2 separate regions of the Mus musculus genome follow, and region 1 is linked to region 2. The links are chromatin contacts, called in public Micro-C maps. All regions are on one chromosome and are shown on one strand. Each heading gives the region's core, a stretch centred on a gene start, on an enhancer-like site or on the middle of the called end of the contact. The rest is flanking DNA. Distances are from core to core; before and after follow the strand shown.

Region 1 (5,650 bases), core at 690-3,189, 920 kb after region 2:
CTGCATTATAATCAGACCTATTTCTGGGGTCAGGTGGGACAAATGACTGTAAAATCGGTGTGCTCAGCATCTGAACTGCTCACTCTTTTTGCTATTGCTAAGCGAGTTAACTTCTATAGCTAGCTCCCTGTGTGTTCCTTTGATCAGCCTTCTATTATCATTGGCTCTGCCTGTAACCATATTAGAAGAGAAAGTTAAAATGAGAGTGGTTAGTATCCAGTTATTGCCATAGCTCTGCTTTTTATTCCCGCAAATGGTATTATATTCCTGAGAGCTTCACTTTGGTGCACAGAGTAATAAAGAACTGATGTAAATAGTGTAACCAGGTGAGAGTAAAGGATTAAAAGCACAGGCTCTGGGGAAGGACTGCTTTACTTAGTCTCGGCACCTTAGGCTTCTCATCTGAAAAGGTAGGCAGTAATATAGTTCCTACCTCAGAGAGACCATTAAGAGTGAAATAGATTGTGTAAGGCTTTTAGGAACAATTCGTAGTGTATAGTAAGCAATAAAATTAGTTACTGCTATTTTTAGTAAGATACAGTTAGCGTTAGCATTCTTACTGTCCAAGTAAAACAGTTTGAATTGTTCACAGGATGGTCTGTTTAACTTTTATCAAGTCTCTATAGTCCTAGACTGTTGGGGTCGGCCTGCTGCTCTCATGTCTGGGTTCGAGCCTGGGAGGCAGCCTGGAACTGAAAAAGAAGAGGGAAACTAGGTGGACAAGAGAGAGATATGGAACCAAGACAGTATTCTGATCAAGGCTCAAATTTTTAATGGCAGACACGCTTTATAAAGGAGGGGGGAAGCCCATTCCTGCCAAATCATCCTTGGAGCCGAGCTGCAGGTGACCACGTGTAGGCGGACTCCCAGCAGGTAGCAGCAGAGGCAGTGGCTGAACAGCAGAGTGATCCAGGGAGGCAGGCTCCACCCTAGGTGATCTCCTTAGTGGCATAGCAAAGTCAAGGTCTGGCTCAGCTTGCTTCAGGCTTGGGGGAGGCTACACTAGGCCTATCAAGTCTCTAGACCATCAGGTAAAGCCTTCTGCTTTACTCAGTGTCAGGCTCATCCTTTGGTGCTTTATGGTTTTGCAGCTATGCTCTTCAAATTACTAAAATGAAGGCATTCATGACTAAGTGGCTGTGGTTTCAAGAATTCTATGAACCCCACGTTTTGAGTGTGTGTGCACACACGTGTTTTTGTTTGATTTTTGAGACAAAATCTTGCTGTGTATACTAGGTTGGCATTGAATTTATTATGTATGACATACTGACCTCAGATTTGTTGGGTATCCCAGGCTGGCCTTGAACTAGATGTTGCTGAGTGCTGGAATTACAGAAATGTACTGTCATGCCTCCACTCTAGAATTTTAAAAAATATTTACATATGAATAGTTTTTCTGATAATGAGAGATAATAGAGCCAGAGTGGATGAAGTTCCTAAAGTATGGGTTACCCCAAAAGAAGACCTATTATCTTTTTGTGTTTTTTGAAAAGTCCACCCAAATTTGAGAGTTTAATAGAATAAACAGTTAAATCTTTAGTTTGGAAAAGTTTTAAAAATTTTGTTAGTGGACTCTGAAAATTAACTTTGTTCTTTTGGTTTCTCGGGTGTGTGGCATGAACTGTGGTGACATCTCACTGTGCTTGCTACAGGATGCTAGGGTTACTCTGTTTACTTGGCTGCAGTTTTATGTTCACCAGTGAACCAGGGTCACCAGTGATTTTCATGTTAAATAGGTTATTGTTTGAAGAACAAGGGTTGAATTGTTTGAGGGAAAATAGTTTTTAAGTAAAATTTGCTGTCTTCCAAGAGTTATGGAATCCTTTTTACTTCCCTTGATGAGGATGATTGAACCAGAATCAGGTAGTTTTGTAAAGCAGGCAAAAGCTCCACCCCCGGCCTACTCCTGCGTTTTGTGGGCTTTGTTTTGTGTTTGGGGGAGTTGAGAGGGTGGGTGGGGTTTCCTTTGATAGGCTAATTGTCACTACCCAGGACAGCTGCCTAGCTTCATGGACAGTGCTTTCTTTGCTGCCATCTAGTGGTTAAGTGACTTTCCTCAGTAACCCAGGAAAGTAAAACAATATTGTACACATAAATTCTAAACCTTAGTTACTAGGAGAAATGTAAAGATGGTCTCCATCATGGGATCTTGTTGAAGTAATTTGATTGTGTCTTGTGTTTGTACCATCTTTGTCCTGGTTCCTGTCACTCTATGTGTTCCCAGCTACTACCATTTCTTACATTCCCCAATCATTTCTCTGCACTGTGTTAGAATGGTCTCTTTAAAGACTTTTGTCATGCCTGGTCCAACTTAAATATCTTTTAGCTAACGTTGCTCTTGGATAACAGGTAAGTGGATCTTTGAGTTCATGACCAGCCTGGTCTAGAGTGAGATCTGGGACAGTGAGGGCTATGTAGAGAAACTCTGTCTTAAAAAACAAAACCACCCCCACCCCCCCAACCCAGAATGTGAAGATTGACGGGGCCGGAGAGATGGCTCAGTGCTTAAGTACTTTCTGCTTTTTCCAAAGTGCCTGCCTTTGGTTCCCAGACACAGGCAGGCAGATCACTACTGACTGTAGCTCCAGCTCCAAGGAAGCCAACACTCTTCTGCCTCCATGGCCACCTGCACCCATGTCCTGTCTACACACATGCATATAAATAATAAATAATATATAAATAATAAATACAGTTATTAAAAGCAAAACTGAAGTTTGTTTTTCTCCTACAGAATCCAAGAAAACAGGGCCCTGAAACTCAGAGCAGTACAGCAGAACTAATTACAGGGCTCGTACAACTGGTTCCTCAGTCACACATGCCAGAGGTCGCTCAGGAGGCTATGGAGGTAAAGGAAGTGAATTCTGGGCTTTTGAAAGAAAGACTGTAACTGTCTCTGATCTTTTTCTGAGAACTTAATTTTTTAAGCAATTATTTGACTCTTTCTATGTGCTTTCTCTTAAAAATATATTTTAAAAATTTTAAATTGTTTGTGTGTGCATATGAAAATCAGAGGAAACTCAGGTTTCTGGTCTTGGATAGCAAATACCTAACCAGCTGTAGGTTATTCATTTGTTTTTTGAGACAAGATTTTTACGCTATTGTCCTGCCTGGTCTCTAAATCCTAAAACAATCCTCCTCCTTCAACTGTAATACTAGCTAGAATTTTAGTTGTATGTCACAAGTCATGTTGTATTTGAATTACATTGTGTAAAAAATTTTTGGAAGTTTGTAGTTTCTTTATTCCTTACTTTCTTTTTATGTCTGCATAATGGGGGTAGGGTGTGCCTGCACTCGCAGTGGCACGTCTGGAGATGAGGGGAGAGCCTGTGGCGTTTCTCTTCTCCGTCCACCTTTATATGGGTTCCGAGGATTGAACTCAGGTGCTCAGGCTTCTGTAACTGTTCCTTACTGCTGAGCCAGGTAGTGGATGGTAGACGTTCAGTGTGGTTTCTGTTTGAGGATTTCTACAAATAATACTATTAAAGTTACTGTATCATTTAATATTTCCATTAGCAGTGTATTGGTGTTTTGGTATTTCTCCATTGTTGATGACACTCATTATTGTTTGTTTTTAAATTATAGTAAACCTACTGTGTTAACAAAGGTGACTTTTTAAAAAATTATATTTGTAGCTGGATGGTTGTGGTGCATGCCTTTAATCCTAGTACTCAGGATACAGAGGCAGGTGGATCTCAGAGGCAGGCTAATCTCAACCAAGCCTACATAGAAAGACCCTATCTCAAAACAACAGAAAAATTACATTGACGTATTTATTGTATGGGAGGATGTGTGCATAGCACAGCATATAGGAAGAGGTCAGAGGGTAACTTGTAGGAGTTGGTTCTTTCTTCCCACCACTGGGTCCTAGGGATTGACCTCCCGTTGTCAGGCTTCTACTGACAGCAGTGCCTTTACTTACTGAGCCAGCTCATCAGCTTAGAGTTTACTTGTTTTTAAAATTATCTTTAATCTTTTTCTTTTTTTTAGTCCAGTTGTTATCCCCCTCCTGGTCCGCCCACCAACAGTTCCTCCTCCCATACGCCCCTCCCCCAGTTTTCAAAAGGATGTCTCCACCTCCAACCCACCCCAAGTCTCTAGAGGGTTAGTGTGTCTTCTCTCACTGAGGCAAGACCAGGCAGTCCTCTGCTGTATATGTGTCCAGGGCCTCATATCAGCTAGTGTATGCTGCCTGGTTGGCGGCTCAGTGTCTAAGAGATCTCAGGGTCTGGATTAGATGAAACTGCTGGTCTTCCTATGGGGTCACCCTCCTCCTCAGCTTCTTCTAGCTTTTCCCTAATTCAACCCCAGGGGTCCCCAACTTCAGTCCACTGATTGGGTATAAATATCTGTGTCTTGCTGCTTTTTGGGCCTCTCGGAAGGCAGCCATGCTAGGCTTCTGTCTGTACATCATAGCATCAGTAATAGTGTCAGGCCTTTGAGCCTGCCTTTGAGATGGATCCCGATTTGGGCTGGTCACTGGACCTCCTCAGAGTTTACTTTGAAGTGTTATTTTTGTACTGACAACCTAAACATACACCTTTAATCTAAATGAAATTTATTTTTTTATAATTAACATATACGACTAGTTTAAGACTTAAGAATATATTCAGCCCAGAAAGTTTCCTTTCTGCAGTTAATACTACCCTTATTTTGTTACCTCCCTTAAGTTAGGAAAAGAATTTTGACACTCTTGTATTGTCACACATGTTAGTTCCCTTTTCCTGGTTGTTGATGAATATTGCACTGGCTTGTTCACTAATGGGCTCAATTGGTAGACAACATGCACTTCTATTGAATGTCAGCCTTGTATTCCTTTGCCGTCCCCATCCCTTCTTACCCCGTGTCTTTCCCTTGGCTCCTTTGTAATAATTGATTTGCTTTGTTAATGTAATTAGTTTGCATTTTAAATAAATGAAATAAAGGTTTTTATTTTTAGTTCAGCATAATTGCTGTAATTGTATTGTGTTAGTGGTTGGTTTATCTCAAGGTTCCTCCTGTTTTATTCTGTTTAGTGTCCCATTGTATGAATATAGCACAACTTGTTTGCTCATTTATCTGTTGATGATCATTTGTGTTTTGCTTTTGGCTATTTAGAAGTACAGCTTTTGCTGGGTATGGTGGTGTATACCTTCATTCCCAGCATTCAGGAAGCAGAGGCAATTGTAAATTTGAGGCTAGCCTGGTCTACATGTCGAGTTCCAGGCCAGCCTGCTACAAAGTAAGGCTCTGTCATCAAAAATGATGATGATGATGAAGAAGGAAAAAAATTGATAGCCTGTAGGTACACACACACACAATGTGAACAGATTTTTTTATTTTTCTTGAGTAAATTCTAACTGAGGCAAAAATCTTACTGTGTGGTCTCAGAAGAGATATAGCATAGCTATAAGAACACTGGAAGAAAGATAGTACAAGCATAGAAAAGTGTAGTGTAGTACATAGAAAGTAAAGGTGTCTTATTTATGTGTAAGGATGTGTATCTGTGAATGTATGTGCACGTGTGTGTGGGTACCCAGGGAGGCCAGAAGAGGATATTGGCTCCCTGTAGTTGAGGTTACATGCAGGTGGTTGTTCACCTACTGAGATGGATGCTAGGAACCAAAGGCAAGTTTTCTGGAAGAGCAGCAGCAAATGCTCTTAGCTGTTGAGC
Region 2 (6,344 bases), core at 1,529-4,028:
AACAGTGTATAGACTAAGTTTGAATTCCCATATTTTTCTTTTCTTTTTTGAGACAGTGTCTCACTATATAGTTCTGGTTGGTCTCAAATTCATTTGCCCCTGCATCAGAAGTACTGGGATTAAAGGTGTGTGCCATTACACTACCCTCGCCGTTTTTTTCGAACATTAGGCCTTTTTCGAACATTTTTTCGAGCAGTAGGCCCTTACCTGACAAGTGACATTGCGAGTGATCCGCTTATACTCCTCATTGGCTAGCTGTATCTTAATCTTCTCTAGCCGGGCAACTAGCTCTGGATTCTAAACAAAAATAAGCACGTGAGAAGAATGATATTCTTTTACATGTTTCCAAAGACCACTGTACTCCTAATGGTGCTGGGACACCGCACACCTGTTATGCTTGCACTGCTTTGGAAAATGGTTCACTGAGTCTCAGTTTTCCAAAGCCGTCAGAGAGGTTTCTCTCCCTGATCTTAGACTCCCAACAGCTTTTGGTTTTGTTTTTTTAAATCCTTTGTACATGCACATAAACCCGAGCAGCAGTACATGTGTGCAGGGAAGAGATAACCTTTGGGAGTCAGCCTTTCCCTCCACCATGGGGGTCCTAAGGACAGAACCCAGGTTGCCTGCCATGCTTGGTAGCAAGTGCCCCCACTCATTGAGGTATTTCACTGGCCCCCAAATTTTATGTATTTATTGGTGCTAGGGCCTTGTCAAGTACTATCCCACTGAGCCACAGCTCAGCTTTTCCAAAGAATTAAAATATAAGATTTCAAACCCAAAAGCTGATTAATAAAACCTGTACCCAACTCTCACAAATTTCTGTTACATACCCGGGGAGGCTTCACAATCTCTGGAAAGTAGATGTCACTGCCTTCTAGGAGTTCATGAAGATACAGCCTGGAATCTGGAAAGAATAAGGTTCCACATAATGACACGTGCAGCTGAGGCTGGAAAGCTAAGATGACAGAAGTGGGTAGCCCTAATTTTTACCCAAATAAAACACGGCCATCCCTGTAAACTCATATATATTTCATATTTAACTCATATATTTCATATATAACTCGTATATATATATATATATATATATCATATTTCACTGAAGTTAAGATGGAAGTAGTAAACCTGGGGTTTATGAGAAGGCTTTTGGACTGGATATATGAGAACTCGGTAGGCACTGGAGAGTGATATGGGGGAAAATACGCCTCAGAAAGGATTAGATCTGAAAAGAACGCGGCGACTCTTGATTGGGGACCGCTCACTTCTTTCTCTCATATATAGATATATTGTTGAGACAAGGCTGATATATGTATATACATACACATATCATGTAGACCAGGCTGGCTCAGAACTCATTATGAAACCAGTCTAACCTTAAGTTCATTTAGATACACCTAGCTGTCTCTTGAATTCTCATGTACTTCATCTAGACAACTCACAATCTTACTGCCTCAGCCCCTTGGGTTTCAGGTACGTGCCATGCCCAACCTTGTGATCATTTTCTTTCTCTCCTTGTGTTTATTCAATTATTTTTCATTTTACTCAAGATAACTTTCAACTAGGAAAGATTTAGGACAATTCCACCTAAGTATTTTTTAGTGTCATAGAGTGGACTTTAACTGTCAGTCTTCGTTACCAACCCTACCTCACCACTACCAATGGTAGGTTATTTCTGTGAAAATAATAGATCTGTCCTAGTCAGGATTGGGTTGTGATGCTAAACACTCAGCGGACACTGTATTAGAGGATCTTTTTCTAAGATTCTCTTAAGTCTAAATAGTTGATCATCTACCCTTTGCACTTCTGGCCAGGATATGTTAACTCTGGCAAGGTAAGTTACATGCCAGTTTACCCTATTCCCTACCTTAACATAAGTAAATAGGTCTGAAAAGGAGAAATGACTTCTTTACAATGTCTAGAACTACATGCGACTCAATCCAGATCTTTCAATAGTTTTTGTTGTTGTTACCGTTTCCCTACCCTCACCCCTAAACTGGGGCTTGCACCTTTACCTTTGAGATGGAAGGAAAAAAAATCACTTTTTCCAAACACGATATGCTCACTATTGATATATGGCCCTCAAATGGAGAAACTCAACCTGTCAGATAGTACTGGGCTACAATCTCGACTTCCTAAAAAAATTCACATGGACTTAGGTGGCACTAAAAGAGGACTCAACAAAATCTGAAAATACGTTTTGTAACACACTAAGAATTTTCACGGAAGTTAAGATGGAAGTAGTAAACCTGGGGTTTATGAGAAGGCTTTTGGACTGGATATATGAGAACTCGGTAGGCACTCGAGAGTGATGGGGGGAAAATACGCCTCAGAAGGGATTAGATCTGAAAAGAACGCGGCGACTCTTGAATGGGGACCGCTCACTTCTTTCTCTCAGGTGCTGATGCAGATCTCGGATGAGACGGAATGAAACCAGGCGCCGGGGTCCCGTGGCATTATCACTGCCCGCGTGTTTCTTTCCCAGAGCAGCCTCGAGCTGGGCACGCAGCTTCCGGGGGAGCTGCTCCCGTTCCAGTTCTCCGCCAGGACCCAAAGCGCGAACCAGTCGTTCGCCGGCAAGCAAGGAAGACGCCATTTCTGCCTCACGCTCTGATCAGGTGATCCCAAACTCGGACTTCCGCTCACAGGCGCCGGATGTAGCTGGAGGAGCCCACGCGGCCGCGGGGGGCGGGCCCGAGGGGAGGGGCTTAGGCGCGGGGCAGTGTGGGGCGGGGGCGGGACGGCGCCCCGCCGCGGGTCGGGCCCTGTGTCAGCAGCCGAGCGGGCGCTCGGGCGGGACATGGCTGGTTGTGTGGCCCGACGGGCCCTAGCAGTGGGCAGCCGCTGGTGGTCTCGGTCGCTGGCCACGACCCGAGGGTCGAGGCCACTGTGTGCGGTCGGTGGAGCAGGGGGCCTTCCGCCGGTGGCCACAGCGACGACCCGAAGGCATCTGTCGTCCCGGTGAGGGACGGAGAGAGGGGGCCAGGGAGCCGGGCCCAGAATCTAGGGAGCGTTTTCTACCTAGCTACTAAGGAAGCCAGGAGGCCTGACTCTGTTTGGGCAGCCGGAGTGCCACCTGAGAAAGGGTCCCGAGGAGAGAGCCGACACGGGCTGCTTGGGACATGTGCCAAGAGCAAAGAAGGGAGCACTGCCCAGGGCCCTGGCAGTGCAGGGCAGCTCCGAGGGAGAACAAGTAACGCTTCTTAGGCGAATCCTGCCTCCCAGGCTGGGGTCCCCGGCACCTGGAGTGGGCTGCCATTTAATACAACTACAGGGATCCCCGGGCCCTTTTGGGTCAGTGACTCTCAGAAATATGCTATTCTGTGGGAAACAAGTCGATTTAAGTGTCTACCTTTGTGGGTCCTGTTTCCATGTGACCTTGGGGAGACTGATTTTGCCCATGTGACTTGGGAAATAGGGGTTGAGGCTCGGGGGGGGGGGGGCGGTGTAAACAAAGCCTTGTAGGGATCAGACAGGATTGAAAAGTTGGCTATGAAGTTAACATTTCCAAAGTAACATTACAGTGCTTTGATGGATCCATAGCAAAATTAATCCTATTTAAAAGGATAAGTTGATGGAAATGACCTGATAGTGGTTAAGGGAGGTATTTGCTATTTAAGACAAGTAAATGTGAAAAGACACTGGGTGGAGACACGGCAGTGCTAAGTGTACTGTGTGGGGTACCTTTGAGAATCTAGAAATGCTAGGTCCTGAGGTCAGGGTAAAGACTTAGAATTTACAGCACAGTTGAATGTGTAGGATTGGGAGAATCATGCTGTGTAGCCAGATGGGCCCAGAACCTGTTATTTTCCAGCCTTAGCCTTAAGAGCCCTGGGATTACCGATGTGTGGAACCATTTTTGGTTCAGAACAATTCTTCCAAGTAGCAAATGCCAGGCTTAGTGAGTATACTGCCAAGCAGCAGTGGGTAAAAGTAGAGACAGAAGAACTGCTTGCCTCAGAACAAATGCTTTTTGAGCACCTCTTACACACTAGGCATGTCTCTCAGGTCCTTAATGGACTCAAGGCATGCATACCAGGAACTGAAATGCAAAGTTGGAAGGATGGTTAACATGTGGGGGGGGGGGAAGACCCGGAGGGTGGGTGAAGGTGTGCATTGAAACAGGATATGCAAGAATAAGAATGACTTTGGAAATGCTAAGTAAAGATAGAAGGAAGTAAGTTTGGAGTAGTCACACAAAACCCTGGAAGACTGGGAGACCTTCACCATGTAGATGCCCATGGCTGGATCTTAAATGAGGAAAAGCAGCATCCTGGGCCTTGGCTGTCATTGCCCTGACCCTGCAGAGTACTAGGGGGCTTTCTTTGTTCACGTGTCTGATTTTTCCTGGCGAAGGACTGCTGTCTTCTCAGGGTCTCACTTGCTTGTTCTTTTCCTTCCCACTCAGGAACCGTGCAGAGGGCAAAGTGCTGGAGACAGTTGGTGTGTTTGAGGTGCCAAAACAAAATGGAAAATATGAGACTGGGCAGGTAGGTACTGTGCTAGGTCTCCTCTCATTTTCATGGACTATTCTGTTTCTGAATGCAGCTAAGTTTGGTCAGAATATTGAATCTCAGCGGTATTTGTATCTTTTCATTCTTCATCTCTTTGCCCACCGGTCTTAGAGACAGATGCCATCTGCTGAGCTACACCCCAAGTTTCAATCCATCTTCATTTTGACCAAGATAAATTTTGGACTTGTTTTGAGGCAGAGTCTTCTGTGTAGCTTAGTTTAGCCTTGACTCATTCTGTAACCCACGGTGACCTTGACATTGCAAACTCGTTCCCTTATGGAATACTTGTGTTACAGATGTGTGTAACCATGTTCAGCTCAGAATCACAAATTAAGAAAAAAAAGGTTGTTTTTGTTTTTTTTTTTTACATTGATTTATTTAGAATGGGTATGTGTGTACACGTGCGTGTGTGCATGCGCCCAGGCATGGAGATCAAAGAACAACTGATAGTATGTATTCTTACGTGTGAATGCATGTGCACTAGAGTCACAAAACTTGTTAAAGATGGATTTCTGGAGATATGTGTATAATAGCATCAAATCCCAGCACTCCAGAAGCAGGGGCAGAAGGATCACTTCAAGTTGGAGGTCTAGTGTAGTGATACTCTTAAAACACAGTAAGAAGCAGGCGATGTGGCTCGACTGGTCAAGGCACTTGCTGAGGAAGCCTAGAAGTAAAGGTGAGGACAGAACTGACTCCAGAGTCACATAGCCCCAGGTAACCCAATGCCTCTGACTTCCTTGGGTCCCTGCACTCAAGTGCATGGTACCCAGATACAGATCCACACATATAACTAAAGTAAAACAAATCCTTAAAGCAGACAGTTATAATCAGTGGCTCTGCGCTGCAGTAAGAGGAGGGCAGGGCAAGGAAAGTTCCCTGGAGGCCAAAGGTGATCTGAAAGGTTGGGGTCAGCCTGGTGACAGGCATGAGAATACTTCAGTAGTTTGAGGGCAAAGCTGGGGAGACTGCTGTAGTTGCTTCTACCCAGGCCGCTATGGTCGGGGCCCACTTGGATGGATCTTCGAGACAGCAGGCTCATCGAGATCTCTCTCCTCCTAGCTATTCCTCCATAGTGTTTTTGGCTACCGAGGGGTCGTCCTGTTTCCCTGGCAGGCCAGACTGTATGACCGGGATGTGGCTTCTGCAACTCCAGAAAAGTAAGTTTCTCTATCTTATCTCATGGTGTCCTCAGGTGGCCTGACTTGTGGCAGACACATGCAGTTGGGGTAAAAACAGCATCCCTTGGGCTTTAGAAATAACCCCAAGCCAGGCGTGGTACTGTACACTTTAATCCCAGCACTTGGGAGGCAGAAACAGGAGGGTCTCTGAGTTCAAAGCCAGCTTGGTTTACAGAGTGAGCTCCAGAACTGCAAAAGAGCCAGGCCTTTGTAGAGAGACCCTGTTTCAGAAAACAAAACAAACAGGAACAAAACAAAACAACCCAACCAACTAAAATAAAGGAAATAATCCCAGAGTGTTTCTTTGGCACTCATCCCCATGGAGACAAAAGTGCTATGGGGTCTCTGTGGGCCTCCCCAGAACTGTCTGTCCTTCCTTTTTATAATCTGAACCCCAGAGAATGTTTTAGGGAACAGTTTTCTTGATTTATTTTCTTACTTTTTTTTACTTCTTTTCTTTTAAAAAAGTTTGTTTTTATTTTGTGTATATGGATGTTTTGCCTGGAAGTGTCTGTGTACAGTACTCAGGGAGGCCAGAAGAGGGCGCTGGGTCCTGAGACTGGAATTAGAGATGGTGGTGAGCTGTCATGAGTGTTGGAAACCAAGCCTGGGTCCTCCATTAGAGCAGCAGTGCCCTTTAAACACAGCCATTTTT

Evidence for each region. A called contact is a pair of places that touch in the nucleus more often than the background predicts.
Region 1: a Micro-C map of embryonic stem cells shows a contact between it and region 2, with 7 times the contacts expected there. The contact joins the enhancer-like site here to the promoter of Poldip2 in region 2. A contact is called at or near these places in 5 of 39 promoter capture datasets (the C10 cell line, hippocampal neurons, neutrophils and 2 more), 1 of 484 Hi-C or Micro-C datasets (embryonic stem cells), 3 of 115 datasets of contacts at active chromatin or transcription factors (astrocytes, embryonic forebrain and pro-B cells) and 1 of 9 other capture datasets (adipose tissue).

Annotation. Positions count from the first base shown.
Region 1 is chr11:79,425,847-79,431,496 of GRCm38.p6, forward strand. Nf1 (neurofibromin 1) reads left to right here. Exons shown (of 58, transcript NM_010897.2): 14 at 2,732-2,845. Among named protein-coding and RNA genes, the nearest start is that of AU040972, 55 kb to the right of the region's middle. Within about 2 kb of position 1,940, at least 43 of the 459 cell types and tissues checked have an H3K27ac peak or open chromatin away from gene starts, as enhancers often do. A contact at or near this core is called in astrocytes, embryonic stem cells and stem cell-derived epiblast-like cells, where this site is marked.
Region 2 is chr11:78,509,518-78,515,861 of GRCm38.p6, forward strand. It overlaps Poldip2 (polymerase (DNA-directed), delta interacting protein 2), which reads left to right and starts at 2,779. Exons shown (of 11, transcript NM_026389.3): 1 at 2,779-2,955; 2 at 4,403-4,484; 3 at 5,571-5,668. The coding sequence starts at 2,795. It overlaps Tmem199 (transmembrane protein 199), which reads right to left and starts at 2,651. Exons shown (of 6, transcript NM_199199.3): 1 at 2,380-2,651; 2 at 831-904; 3 at 208-297. The coding sequence starts at 2,590.